Linked DNA regions of Cricetulus griseus: region 2 is linked to region 1. The links are chromatin contacts, called in public Micro-C maps. All regions are on one chromosome and are shown on one strand. Each heading gives the region's core, a stretch centred on a gene start, on an enhancer-like site or on the middle of the called end of the contact. The rest is flanking DNA. Distances are from core to core; before and after follow the strand shown.

Region 1 (6,473 bases), core at 2,075-4,574:
CGGGCTTGCTGGTCACTGTGGAAGCAGAAGCCCATGGTCCAGAGATGCACAGCCATGGGGACTCAGGATGGAGAGAGGAAGGCGAGATTAGCCCTTAATTGGCTTGTTCACAGCTTCCCACCTGAGTCTTCTCTCTCTCTTTCCCTCCCCCACCTGCCTCCCCCCTCCCCTCTCTGCCACTGGGCCCCCAGGGAGGTTGTGTCCTTCTTTCATTTCTTGTGTCAGATTTCAGGCTGACACGTGGTAATTGATTCCGCTGCTGGTTAGACGGCTGTTAAGTGCGAGAGATGAAGTTTCAATGAAAACAAATAGCACTTGGAGGGCCTGGCCTTTCAGAGAGGAGCTTCTGCTGTGGTTGAGGCCGGGGGTGTGCAGTTCAAACCTGTGTGAGCTGGTTGTGTCTATGTCTGCATGTCCCTCACTCACCTTCACCAGCTCCCAAAGCCCAATCACAGCTAGATTGTCTCAGGGTCCCTTCTGGCTCAATGACAGCCCTACAGCAGGTGGAGGCTCTGATTCAAACCTGAGAACTTGTGTCCGAGAGGGAGCGATGGTGATGTGTGCTCTAAGTTCCTAGGATAGAAAAAGACTTCCCTTCTGGAAAGAAAAAAGTGCTTCCAGGAGACAGGAGTGCCTCAGCACAACCCCTGCTGTGTGGCAGTGTTGACATTCTGTTCCACCATGGGCCAATAGGGGCATTAGCACTGACCTTGGTCCATATGAAGTTCAAAGCTCTCCTAGTAACTCTTTGGGTTATAGCCATGGCTACCTTCTGCATTCCCCAGACCCACCTTTAGTACTGAAGGATGCTAGGATATGGATGTCTGGGGATGACTCTCCTAAGGTAAGGCTGCCTGCAGGATCCACTTTGCCTGAGACCACAACTCTCCTGTGACAACTGACAGGGGCTGATTGGCAGGTCAGGTACTTGACAGCCTGGGTCTCAAGCTCCAGCTCATGGAGACAATGAAGCAATGAAGGTTACTCCGGTTTCCCGCCATATGGCAAAAGCACCTTCCGGCAACTTCTCTGTCCCTTTCTGCTGAATTCTTTTCTGAACCACAGAGATTTACGCTACGAACACCCAGGGATCTAAGTCACCGAAGAATCCACCTTCTGGGAACAGGAGTGGTATTTGAGAGTTAAATCACCAAAAATAGCTCAGGTACTGCAGGGACCCCATCACAAAGCCATCTCCCCAGAACAAGCTACGGTGGTCTCTCAGAGACAAAACTACACAGGCCTCTGCTCCACATCAGCTGTTTGATAAAAACATGTAGAAAAGAACGACAACATTGTTGGAATTGCCTGGGACTTGCTGCAGGCAACTCATATCTGGGAAGAGAAGCAAAGAAAGGTGAAGCCATCCGCCACTGATCTAACACTACATGTCAGATCCAGAGGCCCCCTGGTCACCGTAGGGAAGACTTTCATCCAGAGGCAGGAAGGGGCGAGGATGGGGCCCACTGCCGTGGTTTGAAGGCATCGCCTAGAGTTCCTGTTCTAGAGACTTAATCCTTCAGACAACAGCATCAGGAAGTTGACCAGCTGAAGGTATTTGTCCCAGGCCTCTGCCTTCATGTGTATGATAATGACACCCTCATAGGGGTGGGACCTTCATGAAGGAAGTAGGCTTGCAATGAAAGAGGGCTCAGCCATCTCTTCTCACTCAAGCTCACTCTCTTCCTCTTTAATCTTTCCCCATGAGATAATGAAGTACAAAGACCCCTCATCAGATGTAAGCCCCTGATCTTAGACACCTCAACCTCTGGGGATATGAAAATACCTCTATTCTTTATAAACCAAACAGTCTCAGGTTTTCTGTGATAGGAGCACAAAACAGACTAAGACACACCAGAAAAGAATGTTGGCAGGGTGACATCATCTGGGCTAACAGGCCATGTGTTGCCATAATGAAATAACAAACTAAGTAATTTAATCATCCCATGGTCCTGAAGGCTACAAGCCGAAGGTCAAGTGTGTTGACCAGGGTTCTCTACTAGGTAGAGTCTACATAGAGAGATGTGCACAAGCTTAGCTATGAAGACTAGCTACACAAGCCAGCTGCCTACAGACTTGAGACCCAGAAAAGCATATAGCATAATTCAAACCAAGGCTGAAGGGCTGAGAACCACGTGGTGGTGGACTGGAGTTGGCTGCTGCAATACAGTCTACAGTGCAAAGACTCAAGATACAGAAGATCCGATGTCTGAGAGAAGCAGTCGAAGGCAGATGTCCCTGTCACAGACATCTGGGATGAATTCACCATTTCTCCCACATTTCATCTGTCTGACCCTCAGTGGACTCGGTGGTGCCTGTGGGAATTGATGTGAGCTATTCTCTGCTGCCCTCCCACAGACATAGCTTGAAAGGTTTTACAAGCTACATGCTCATGCCTTAATCCAATTAAATGGGCACAAAATTAACCATCTCACAAGTTGTCAGTAGGGCTGGTTCCCCTTAAGACCTATTACAATCTCCTTGGTTTCCAGGTGTCATGGTTTCCCTGTCACATGTCCATCTCTGTGTGTCTGTGCTGTAGTCTCTTCTAAAGATAATGTTCATGTCACATAAGGGTCTACCCTAATGGCCTCACTTGAATGTAATTATCTTTTTAAAGACTCTATAAATAAGAGTCACATTTTGAAGGTCCTTAGTCCAATTTCTAGACCTAAATAAGTTTTCAGACTCAAAATGATTGGCACCAGCTCTAGAAACCTGACATATTGTCTTCAAACCATGCCAGCGCCTCCTTGGTCAACACTGGCATCCAAGACCAGGCCTGGCGCCTGCTCGGTTCACAGTTAAATACCCCACCTGCTTCCAATTGTCTGTTTGGTAGCAATATGCGTATTTGTTAGTGGCAAACACCCACACTGGGACCCATCAGTGAGATTTCAGAGAGTGCTCCTAGCCCATAACAATCTCCCAGCCTGGGCCAGGGGTGAGGGCAGTGACTGGGACTTAAAGCTTGGAATAATTCCTGGCATCAAGGCTGCAGACATGCAGTCCCTATGGAGTCACTTCCTGATTAAGCAAGGCACTCCCTGTAGAGAGCAGATGGGCGCTGGGGGATCCTAAACTGTCCACCCCAGACTGCCAGCTGCTGGGAGGCCTCCTGCCAGGTGCTGAATCATCACTAAATCACAGGCTCAGGTACCTGGTGTGCAGCCTTTGATCTGCAAAGTGAGTTCTTTTCATCTCTGCCAAAACACAAGGCTCAGGGACCAACCATGTTTGCCCAAAAGAGACAATAGTATTCCCTTACAGTGTTGACCCAGGGCCCTGCCAGCACTCCCCTCTCTGTCATAATACAGTCTGAGGAGACAAGGCCCAGCTGGACCACTGAAGGATGTCAGCCTGGTGACAACATCCTGTGAGTCAGGCCTGAGGAGTAAGAAGTGGAAAAATGCTAGGGGCCTCGGAAGTCGAACTCTTGCAATTTACAGAGTGGGAAGTAATGTCACCGGGGATTTGAGTCCAGCCTATCACTGGCAAAGGTCTAGATCTGGGGCATTCCAGGGCAACCTAGCCAAGGAAAAAAACAAATTCCTGTGTCTTATCCCTCCTAAACAGAGAACGTGCCACACCTAGTCAATTCCTTTGGGGTCTGAGAAATATTACTTCCCAGGAGGGAACACGTTTCATACCCTATAACCAGCAATACAAAGGATGCAGTTTGGGCGGGAGACAAAAAGTTAGATAGGTTCTACCAAAGTCCCAGGCTCCTGGGCCTTCTGACTCAGCAGCCCTCATGATCAGGAAAGAATCCCAGTGAAACCAAAGCAAGAACTGCGGAGTTTAGGAGTTTAGGATTCCACAACCAAGAAACGTGATTCTGGTGCAGCAGAGTGGGAGAGGAAAGGATGAGGGGCCCTGGTGCTACCCAGAGGACTGCAGGCGATTTCCCACACATGTATGTTCAAACAAACACAGACAGAGACAGTGCTTCCTTTCTTTCTAAAATCAATAGGCATGAGAGAAGCAAATGTGGGGAGTGGGTGGGCTGGTGGAAGATTATAGAAACTGCAAAGTTGTGTCAAACAACTATAGAGCATTAAAAAGAAAGGCCCCCAGCATGCTGGTGGGCCCTGGAAAACATGGAACACCTAGCCATAGCCACTGAGGAACCAGTTGTCTGCGCACCACTTTTCATCAAAGCCACAGGGTTCGGCAGCTCTGCCACCATCCACTGTCTGGTGGAGGATGAGGCAGCTCGCATTCGTCTGTGGCTACCACTAAATACCGGAAAGCAGTACTATGAAGAGCAGAGCCTGGGAAGTCTCCAGATCAACAATCAACCCACCCCTGCCCCGCCAGCATCCCGTCCCTGAGTGCACACCAAAAGGGCAGAAGCAGAAACTCTGTATCGAGAGCGCAAAGATCCTTGGGCAGCTTGGGTAATGCAGGTCCTTGAACTGGCATCTAGGAGATCTGGGAAGCCGTAACAAGTAACAAAACAGCGAACACATGACACTTTGTGTTTGAACACAGAGCTACTCACAGGACACTTTGTGTTTGAACACAGATACTCACTCTCACAGCCACCCTACTAGACTGGAGTACACTATTGATCTTGTGTTATGGCTGTGAAAACTGAAGCTAAGTGACTTACCCAAAGCCATGGAGCAGCCAATGAAGAAATAGTATTTGCACTTGACCTAACCCTAGAGCTTTTGCTTAGCCAGGAGGCCAAAGTCAAAAAAAAAAAAAAAAAAAAAAAAAAAAAAAAACAAACAACAAACAAAAACAGCACTTTAAAAAAAATAGTTAAAGAAAGAGAAGGGGGCTGAAATAATCTATATCCCAAGAGGCACATGCCGCTCACGGGACCAGTCTCTGAGCTTACACACAAGGAAGGCAATTTCGTTTGCCAAACACTTTTGCGCATTAGAGCCTCTTGCAGTAGCACATGAGCGCCACCTAGTGTCAACATAGAATTGCTGCCACAGTACTTCTGGGACGGCCTAGGAGCTGCTCAGTGTTCTAGTTCCTGGAGAAATTCCCTCACTTTCAAAAGATGGTCATAAAATACAGCATGGTAAAGAATGGAAATGATACAACCAGCAAAGCAATGGGAATGATAACCTTAGTAAATGAAGACAACTGTAAAAGGGAAAGCCATAGCAAACCATTGATGTGTGTGTGTGCTTATAGCAAATTTAGTGCAGCTATACACTAAAAGCATGTCCTGACTAACCACTCTTTTCCCACCTGAGTCTTTAGGATACCACTGCTCCCACTGTTACCCCAGGAGACCTCTGGACCCCTCACTGGTGGAAGGCGCTGGAGATTTAGAAACCCGTTTTTGTGAGATTCACTTCCTTCCAAGATCTACTGAGCTCAGATGAACACGAGAGGTGGAGGGAAACTTGCTTGGGTATGACTGACAGGTGGATGAGGCAATGCTAAGTGAAGGAAGAAGGATACAACTAGATTGTGGAGTGTTCCATTCATACAAAATACCCAGAACAGGTCGATTGGTTGAGTTTTAAATACACCTACTGTGTATATGGTATATACATACATATCATACAGTATACATTCTACTGCATAAATGCATATACTATGATATATATATACATATATATATATATGTATATATATATCCTCCTATGAAGAATCAAACAATTACACTTACTATCTTAGGCTTTCAGATGGGGTATTTTAAGCTGGGAATAGCGTTATGAAGGCCTAGATTATCAGCTTAGCTGGATCCAGGGAGTCTGACAATGATAAAGACTGAATTCATCTTCATTTTCCAGCAGTGCTAGGTCCTTGGGCTTACTAGGCAAAGAGCTCTACCACTGGTCTATAGCCCCGTCCTGGTTTTGTGGGCGGGCTCTGAGCCTGTGCTGAAGGAAGGCCCAGGTGACCTGTTGTCTGCTGGGAATCAGTGAGCTGCCCACAGTGTCTGTGGAGAGATGAAGCTCTCTCTGAGTCTGCAGACTGAGTTCATGTGGATAGACACCATCCAGTCACTTGGGTTCCAAATGGCAATAAAAGGTGGGGAAAGTGCAGTTCAGGCTGTGTTCTGCCCTGGGTCAGTTTCTGCAGACTTCGAACTCCAGGACTCACACCAGTGGCCCCAAGGATCAAGGGCTCACAGCGCCAGGCTGACAGTTACACCATCAACTCACATTGTGCCACACAAATGACTTCCCTGCTTCTCTACCTGTGTGTTATGGCATCTCCCGGCCTCCCTGAGTGAGTGAGCCAATTGTGCTAGGTGCCTTCTCATAATTCTCTCTCTCTCTCTCTCTCTCTCTCTCTCTCTCTCTCTCTCTCTCTCTCGTAAACATGGATGGATAATAGATACAGATAGATACATAGATAGATAGATGATAGGTGATAAGATAGAGGATGATAATAGACAGACTGACAGACAGATAGGTAGAGACAGAGAGACAGATGATACACACAGGTAACACAGACAAAAGGAGGCTCTGTGGAGAGGGTGAGAAACGTGTTTC
Region 2 (6,473 bases), core at 1,448-3,947, 880 kb before region 1:
CTTTCTCTCTTTTAAACCTTAGAATTGCATTGCTTTATTTTTATTTAAATCTTTTTTTATTTTTCATTTTTACATACCAACCCCAGTTCCCCCTCCCTCCCCTTCTCCTGCCCCCCACCTGCCACCCTTCCCACACCCCATCCACTCCTCAGAGGTGGTAAGGCCTTCCTTGGGGAGTCAACAAAGTTTGGCATACCAAGTCAAGGCAGGACCAAGCCCCTCCTCCCTGTATCAAGGCTGAACAAAGTAACCCACAATAGGAAATGGGCTCCAAAAAAGCCAGTTCATGCCCAAGACGGGTGTTGCTTCCCAACCGGCATCGTCTCCCGCAGTGCCCTCCTCCCTGAGCTCTCCTGAATGCACTCCTTCATTCTTCCTCTTAGGGATTGCTCTCAGCAGGGCTGAGCACAGTGGGAGGAGTATGCTATGGGCTCATATGGACACTCGTTATTTGGCGTAGACAAAAAAATTAAAATAAATAAAATTTAAAGCACACACACAAACAGCATGTGTTTATATATTCTCTTCATTTGACACATACAGAAGTTTCTACCTAGCGAAACACGGAGTCACAGAAAACAAGACCATGGCTGAGCATGGATCTGCAGTGGCTTCTGACACAGAGATCCCAGCTCCAGGGCTGTGGGGAGCATTGCCTCCTCGCCATACTCCGGCTTCCCAGGGTGACCACGGTCACTTCTTGGCAACAGTCGTTCTCCATCACACTCTCCAGATGATACGTTTGGCTGCTCCGGCTGTCATCGCAGCTAGAACCCTGGCATGTAGAACCAGAGAGACAGACAAATGGGTTCAGATCTACACTGCCGCTGCATTGGGAGCTTAGGCAAGTCACCTGACTGTGCTGTGCCTCAGTTTCCCCATTTGTAAGACAAATACTAAAATGGCATTATCCTGTAGTTGTGCAATAAACCCCCATCCAAAAAGTGTTTGAGCAGCAACTAGCTGTGTCATGTCACCATCCTCCCAGGTTGGTGGGGACCCAGAAGGTCACATCCTAGATTGTGGGGACCTAGCTGTGCTCACTAGTGACAATGTCTTTACTGTGTCAGTTGCTGCTCTGCCATGTCCTGAGTTTACCTGGACTTGGCTTGTTTCCATTTCCAGTAGAAAATTGAATTTGGATAGACGGCAGCTGGACTCAGCTGCTGGGATTTGGTTATTGTATGCCTGGCCCAATGGCTTTGGACAAGCCTCTTCCATGATGGCCTGTCATACCTTCTTAAAACTGGGCTTTCTGGGAGAGTGTTTGGGTCACTCTGGGTGTCAACTGAAAACAAATCTGCGCTCAGGGCAATATCATCCGTCTGTATCGGGAGCCACCCTTCTTTGCTTGGCAGTGTGGCTGAGCCAATATCCACCGACTCACAGGGCAATTAGTAGTGGTGCTCTCATTGCTGAGTCCCGACCCCTTCTGCATCATCTTGTACTGTCCTAGCCCTAAATGCCCACTAACCTGAGCTCCCTGGGGAGCAGGGGCAGGGCTCCAGCACCCACGTTTGGCTCACACCACAGCCTCGGTCATAACCACTTGCATCCTTCCACCAGCTCTGGCTTAGCCAACTGAGCCAGCGTGCCTGCCTCTTGGCTGTTTCCCCACCTCTCTTGGAATACTGTTGACTGACTCTCAGTCCAGGGATCTACTGCAGATGGACTCCCTTTGGTTCACCGTGACTCCAGGCTGGGCTAGCAGAAAGTTCTGTCCATCTTAAAGTCCAACGAAGAGAGTACATACAGCCTGAAGTGTGTGTGTACATCTTGAGTGTGTGTCCTCTTTAAATATTTGTTTGCTTATTCATTTGTTTATTTGTCTAAGTCAAGAAGTCCTAGACATGCCAGCCTGGGACACTAAATCATGAGGACACAGAGAGCAGGCAAGACCTCAGAGTTGAACACTCACAGGTCATAGATGCCAATGCTGGGGTTGACCAGGCTATCACCAGTGATGCAGGAATGACACCCTGTCCTGAGCCCTTTGTACCATGCTGGGCCATTGGCGTCAGATGCAAAGGGAGTCGATAATGCTGGGAAAATCTGTCAGACAATTTATCCCACTGGCACAGAGCCTAGAATTATAATCAGATCTTGACTTCTTCAAAGACTCTTGCTTTGTATTTTTCCAAATCAAAAATAAATATTGAGGGCAATTACCTTCCTTTCCTCCTCTGATGTATGAAGGGGAGTTTTCACCCATTAATTCAGGAGTCCTCTCATTTTACTCTGAAGGCCCAAGGAACTTGTTAACAAAATATCAACACCGTCTGTCTAGGCTGTGACTGAGAAGAGAGGCGAGTTATTGTGTTCTGGGTTAGTATTTTCTCCATTTTAAAAAGGCTCTGGCCGGCCAGAGACTTCTTCGCAGACAAAAACAGCTGTTTTCTTCCTATCACTGGAGGCATTGTTTATGTGGGTCCACTTGCTTGCTGTTATCAGGACACCCTCCAGGGGGCAGCAGACCACAACCTGTGTGTGTTTCCTCTACCTCCTTGCCCAGTTTAAACTGGTCTAAAGTGGAGGTCTGAGGGGTAGGACCCTGGCTATCTTCTCTGGGCTTCCCTGGGCTCCTCGAGGAAGCGTGTCTCCTGGAGGAAAAGCAAAGCCCCACCAGCCTTATTTTTGGAGCGCTGTGGACATGACCAGACCTATTAATTGCTTAATTGAGGCATAGGGCTTTGAAGATGAAAAGTACCCGGTAAGTAAGTGGAGAATTCAGTGGCTTCCAGCCCAGGAGCATCTTTTCAAGGTATTGCATTCACCCTGGTGACCTTTGCCTGCAAGCAGACACCCCTACCTCCACTCCACCCCACAGCGGGAGACTAAGGGATGTCTCCTAGGAGGAATCCCTTAGCAAAATTTCTTTGATCTCAAGCCATACCCTTTCTCCAGGGCCAACAACTAATTCTATCATCCCTACATGTGCCCTTCACACAGGCTCTAACTCTGTCACAGGTCCCCAAGGTGGTGAAGCCAAAGTGAAATGGGTATTCAGTAGCCTCTGTAGCTCAGGCATTGGTCACTGACCAGGTAGGACCTCCAAGCAGGCACCAACTGTAGGGAAAATGCTTTTTCTTGGGAAGTGTAAACAATGTCCACTCCCTCCTTATAAGGCTCCAATAACGAACTCAAGTACAATTTACCAAATTCAACCTGGGGAATCTATGAGTTTACTGGGATTACTGATAGAGCATTGGTGAGGGGTTTGTTAGTCGCGCTGGGCAGTCTTCACTCTGTATGGATGAGGTAGACCCCTCAGTTAATATTCTCCAGCTTGCATACTCTGGTAGCTCTTGAGAGATCACATACAGCTAGGGCTGAAGTGCCTACGGATGGCTGGATGGAGTGTCTGGACTCTCAGATGAAGAGCCTGCTCCCCCCCCCCTCCTCGATGGAACATTGTAAGAGACAGGGATGGTCTCTTACAAGCAGACACACCTCTGAGGAAGATGGCGGTTGTTCTGCTTTGAGGACTGTGCTGGACAGTGGTTGGCAACTACAGCACATTTTTTTTTCTTGGAGAATAAAGGACATGAGGAGGTGAGGAGTTCCATGGCAAATGGAATCAAGACACAGATAACAAAGAGAACACGTCAAACACAGGGTAAATGTCTTAGGTTACAAAGAATTCTCCCTCTTGTATAGTCTTCAAGTCCCTCCAGAAGCCTGAGAGTGTGGGAAGAATGGGTACAGGTGGTAAGAGTAGGAGACAGGATGGAGTGGGGTGGGGGTGTGGACCAGGCGGGACCAGGTACCTGTCTAAGAGCCCAGTGTCAGTGGCTCCTTCATTATTGGGATGGGGATGGTTAAACAGGCAAAACACTGAAGGCCGGAAACTCCAGGTGGTGGTCCAGCCTATGATCTGAGCAGATGTTCCTAGCAGTAAATATTAACTCCTGTGGTATGATGTCTACCATGGAAAAAAGAAGGAAAATATCAAGGTAAAGCCAGGCTTTGGTGATGCTGTGCTCTGGGTGGGGTAATTCTTAGAGACATAATTAAATCTCCTTCCTGAGCATCTAAGAACCTAGAGCCAAAGGGGCCACTGAAGAAAGTCAGGAGTCTAGACTCCCTGAAAAAGGTTTTCAGGGAGAAGAGAAAAACCAGACTGGGCCCCAGTCACTAGGACATCTCCCTCTTTTACAATCAGGACATGTGAGGTGTGTGTGTGTGTGTGTGTGTGTGTGTGTGTGTGTGTGTGTGTGTGTGTGTTCATGTATGCAGGCCAGAGGACAACCTTGGCTATTGTTCTTCAAGTGCCACCCACCTTTTTGGTTTTGAGATTGGTTTTTCATTGGCCTGGAACTTTCCCTGTGGGCTAGGTACCTGCCTCTCTGTCTCTCCAGTGCATGCCTCCAACCCAACTTCTGAAAACATGAGTTCTGGTGATCAAACTCAGGTCTTCATACTGGCAATCACATCACCAACCCAGCATACAGTTTCTATCTCCATTGCCCAGCCTCAGACATATGGATGGGTCCCTCTCCTTTAGAGCACATAGGGAGCTCATGGGCCCAGCCCCCTGGGCTGGGCTATCATGATCTCAGGGACAAGACCTTGATTTAAACATTTACTTGAAAGTCCCCCAAACACCAAGTGCAGTGCTCTTTGCCTTCAGCATGTTTCCCACCCACACTTACAGAGAGATGGAGGAGGAAGAGAAGGAGGAGGGGGATGAGGAGGAGGAGGAGAAGGAGGCAAATTCCTCACACAGCTGGGCAGGGTGCGGACTCCCTTATGGGCTTGGTAGCAGTGTAGTTAACAGTGGCAGAATAACGGGAGTCTGGGGTTTCCCAGGCTCAGGGGTGGCATGGAGTGATGTTACCTCTTTTGTGCTCTCCCGTCCCTAAGTAATCCATCTATCCCATGATTCTGGTGTCACCTGGTGGCTTCTTCCACATACACTGCTGTCTCAGGCCTTTACCACAGTCCAAACAGATGAGGCCACTCAGCCTTACATTTCCAGCCTTCAAAACCATGGTCTAAATACCTAAACATATTCCCCTACTTTAAACAGCATCCAGGCTCAGTTATCTTTCAATAGAAAACAAAGATGTCATCCATGATCTGCAACTCAAAGAGAGAACGGTTAGTGTTAGCTGACACTCTTCAGAATCTATCAGCTACCTAGCCCCTCTGTCCATCCATATGTCTATATTCTCCTTCATGAAGATACAGTCATAAGAGCATTCTGTTTTATTATTGTTTGCTATTCCCCAGGCTACTATTTTTTTCTAACTTTGAAAGTTTGTGATTATTTTAGTGTGTGTGCGTGTGCGTGTGCATGTGCGTGTGCGTGTGTGTGTGTTGCTTGTGTGTGTCTGTGCACCATGTACATGTCTGATGCCTGAAGAGGCTAGAAAAGGGATATTGGATTCCCTGGACCTGGATTTGCAGACAGTTGTGAGCAGCCACATCGTTCCTCTGCAAGAGTCGCCAATGCTCTTAACCACTGAGCCGTCTCTCCAACTCCTCTTGCCTTATTTTTAATGGGTTTCTAACGTACTCTGTCTCACAGTCTTTTGATCAGTCCTGTGTGTTCCAAATTTCTTTACTGTTCTACGAGACAAGGAGTTCGAGATCTTTGTAAAAGTGTTTTGGGCATCTGTTGGCGCTTTTCACAGGATAAGTTTCTGTACATGGAAGAGTGGGTGTGAGGCACAGGCATTGTTTGAGTTTTTAGGATTACTCTTTTGGAATATTATTCTAAATGTCTCCCACCTGCCCCAAATAAGTGTAACACTCAAGTATATTTACAGATTATTTTCCTGTTATTGTGGGATAAAATGACATTTCACTACTGGTTTGATAGTTTTAAAATTAAAAAAAAATTGTTTACTCTATTTTTGGGGACATAAGGTTTTGCTATGTACTACAGAAAGACCTCCTGTGTCACTCTCTTAAGTGCTGGAACTATAGTCATAAATTTACGTTTTATTGGATTTAAATCATATAAAGTGAATACATTTGTAAGTTTACCACCCAGTGAATTTTAATGTATAGAAATATCCATATAACTACCACCCTGACTCAAGTATACAACTCTTCCAGAAAGTTCTTTGTTAGTCTCTCCTAGTTAACTCCCCCACTTGCCCTCTTAACAGTTTTGCCCATCCATGACCTCATATAACTGGGAACACCCAGTATCTATGCTGTGTCTGGCTCCCCCCCCCCCCCCCCCCGCCCCCACCAATTGTTGGAGACAGGGTTTCTCTGTGTAGCCCTGGCTGTTCTGGAACTCTCTCTGTAGATCCCGCTGGCCTCACACTCAGCGATCTGTCTGCTTCTGCTTCCTTGGTGCTGGGATTTAAAGGCGTGCGCCATCAGGGCCCAGCTTGAGCCTGCCTTCTCACACTCCACTCCATGTCTGACAGGTTCATCCACACAGAAGCCTTCTCATTGGGTCTGTTACCGCTCACTCGCCACCCACTGTTCTCTTCCTCCTTCTTCTATGTGAGGGG

Evidence for each region. A called contact is a pair of places that touch in the nucleus more often than the background predicts.
Region 2: a Micro-C map of the CHO-K1 cell line shows a contact between it and region 1, with 2.7 times the contacts expected there. The contact joins the promoter of LOC113835651 here to the enhancer-like site in region 1. A contact is called at or near these places in 2 of 8 Hi-C or Micro-C datasets (the CHO-K1 cell line and liver).

The regions. Positions count from the first base shown.
Region 1 is chr4:4,331,617-4,338,089 of CriGri-PICRH-1.0, reverse strand. No RefSeq gene overlaps it. Among named protein-coding and RNA genes, the nearest start is that of Mir802, 83 kb to the left of the region's middle. Within about 2 kb of position 3,324, at least 2 of the 6 cell types and tissues checked have open chromatin away from gene starts, as enhancers often do. A contact at or near this core is called in the CHO-K1 cell line, where this site is marked.
Region 2 is chr4:5,215,025-5,221,497 of CriGri-PICRH-1.0, reverse strand. LOC113835651 (histone H1-like protein HC2) reads left to right here and starts at 2,697. Exons shown (of 2, transcript XM_027415752.1): 1 at 2,697-2,710. The coding sequence starts at 2,697.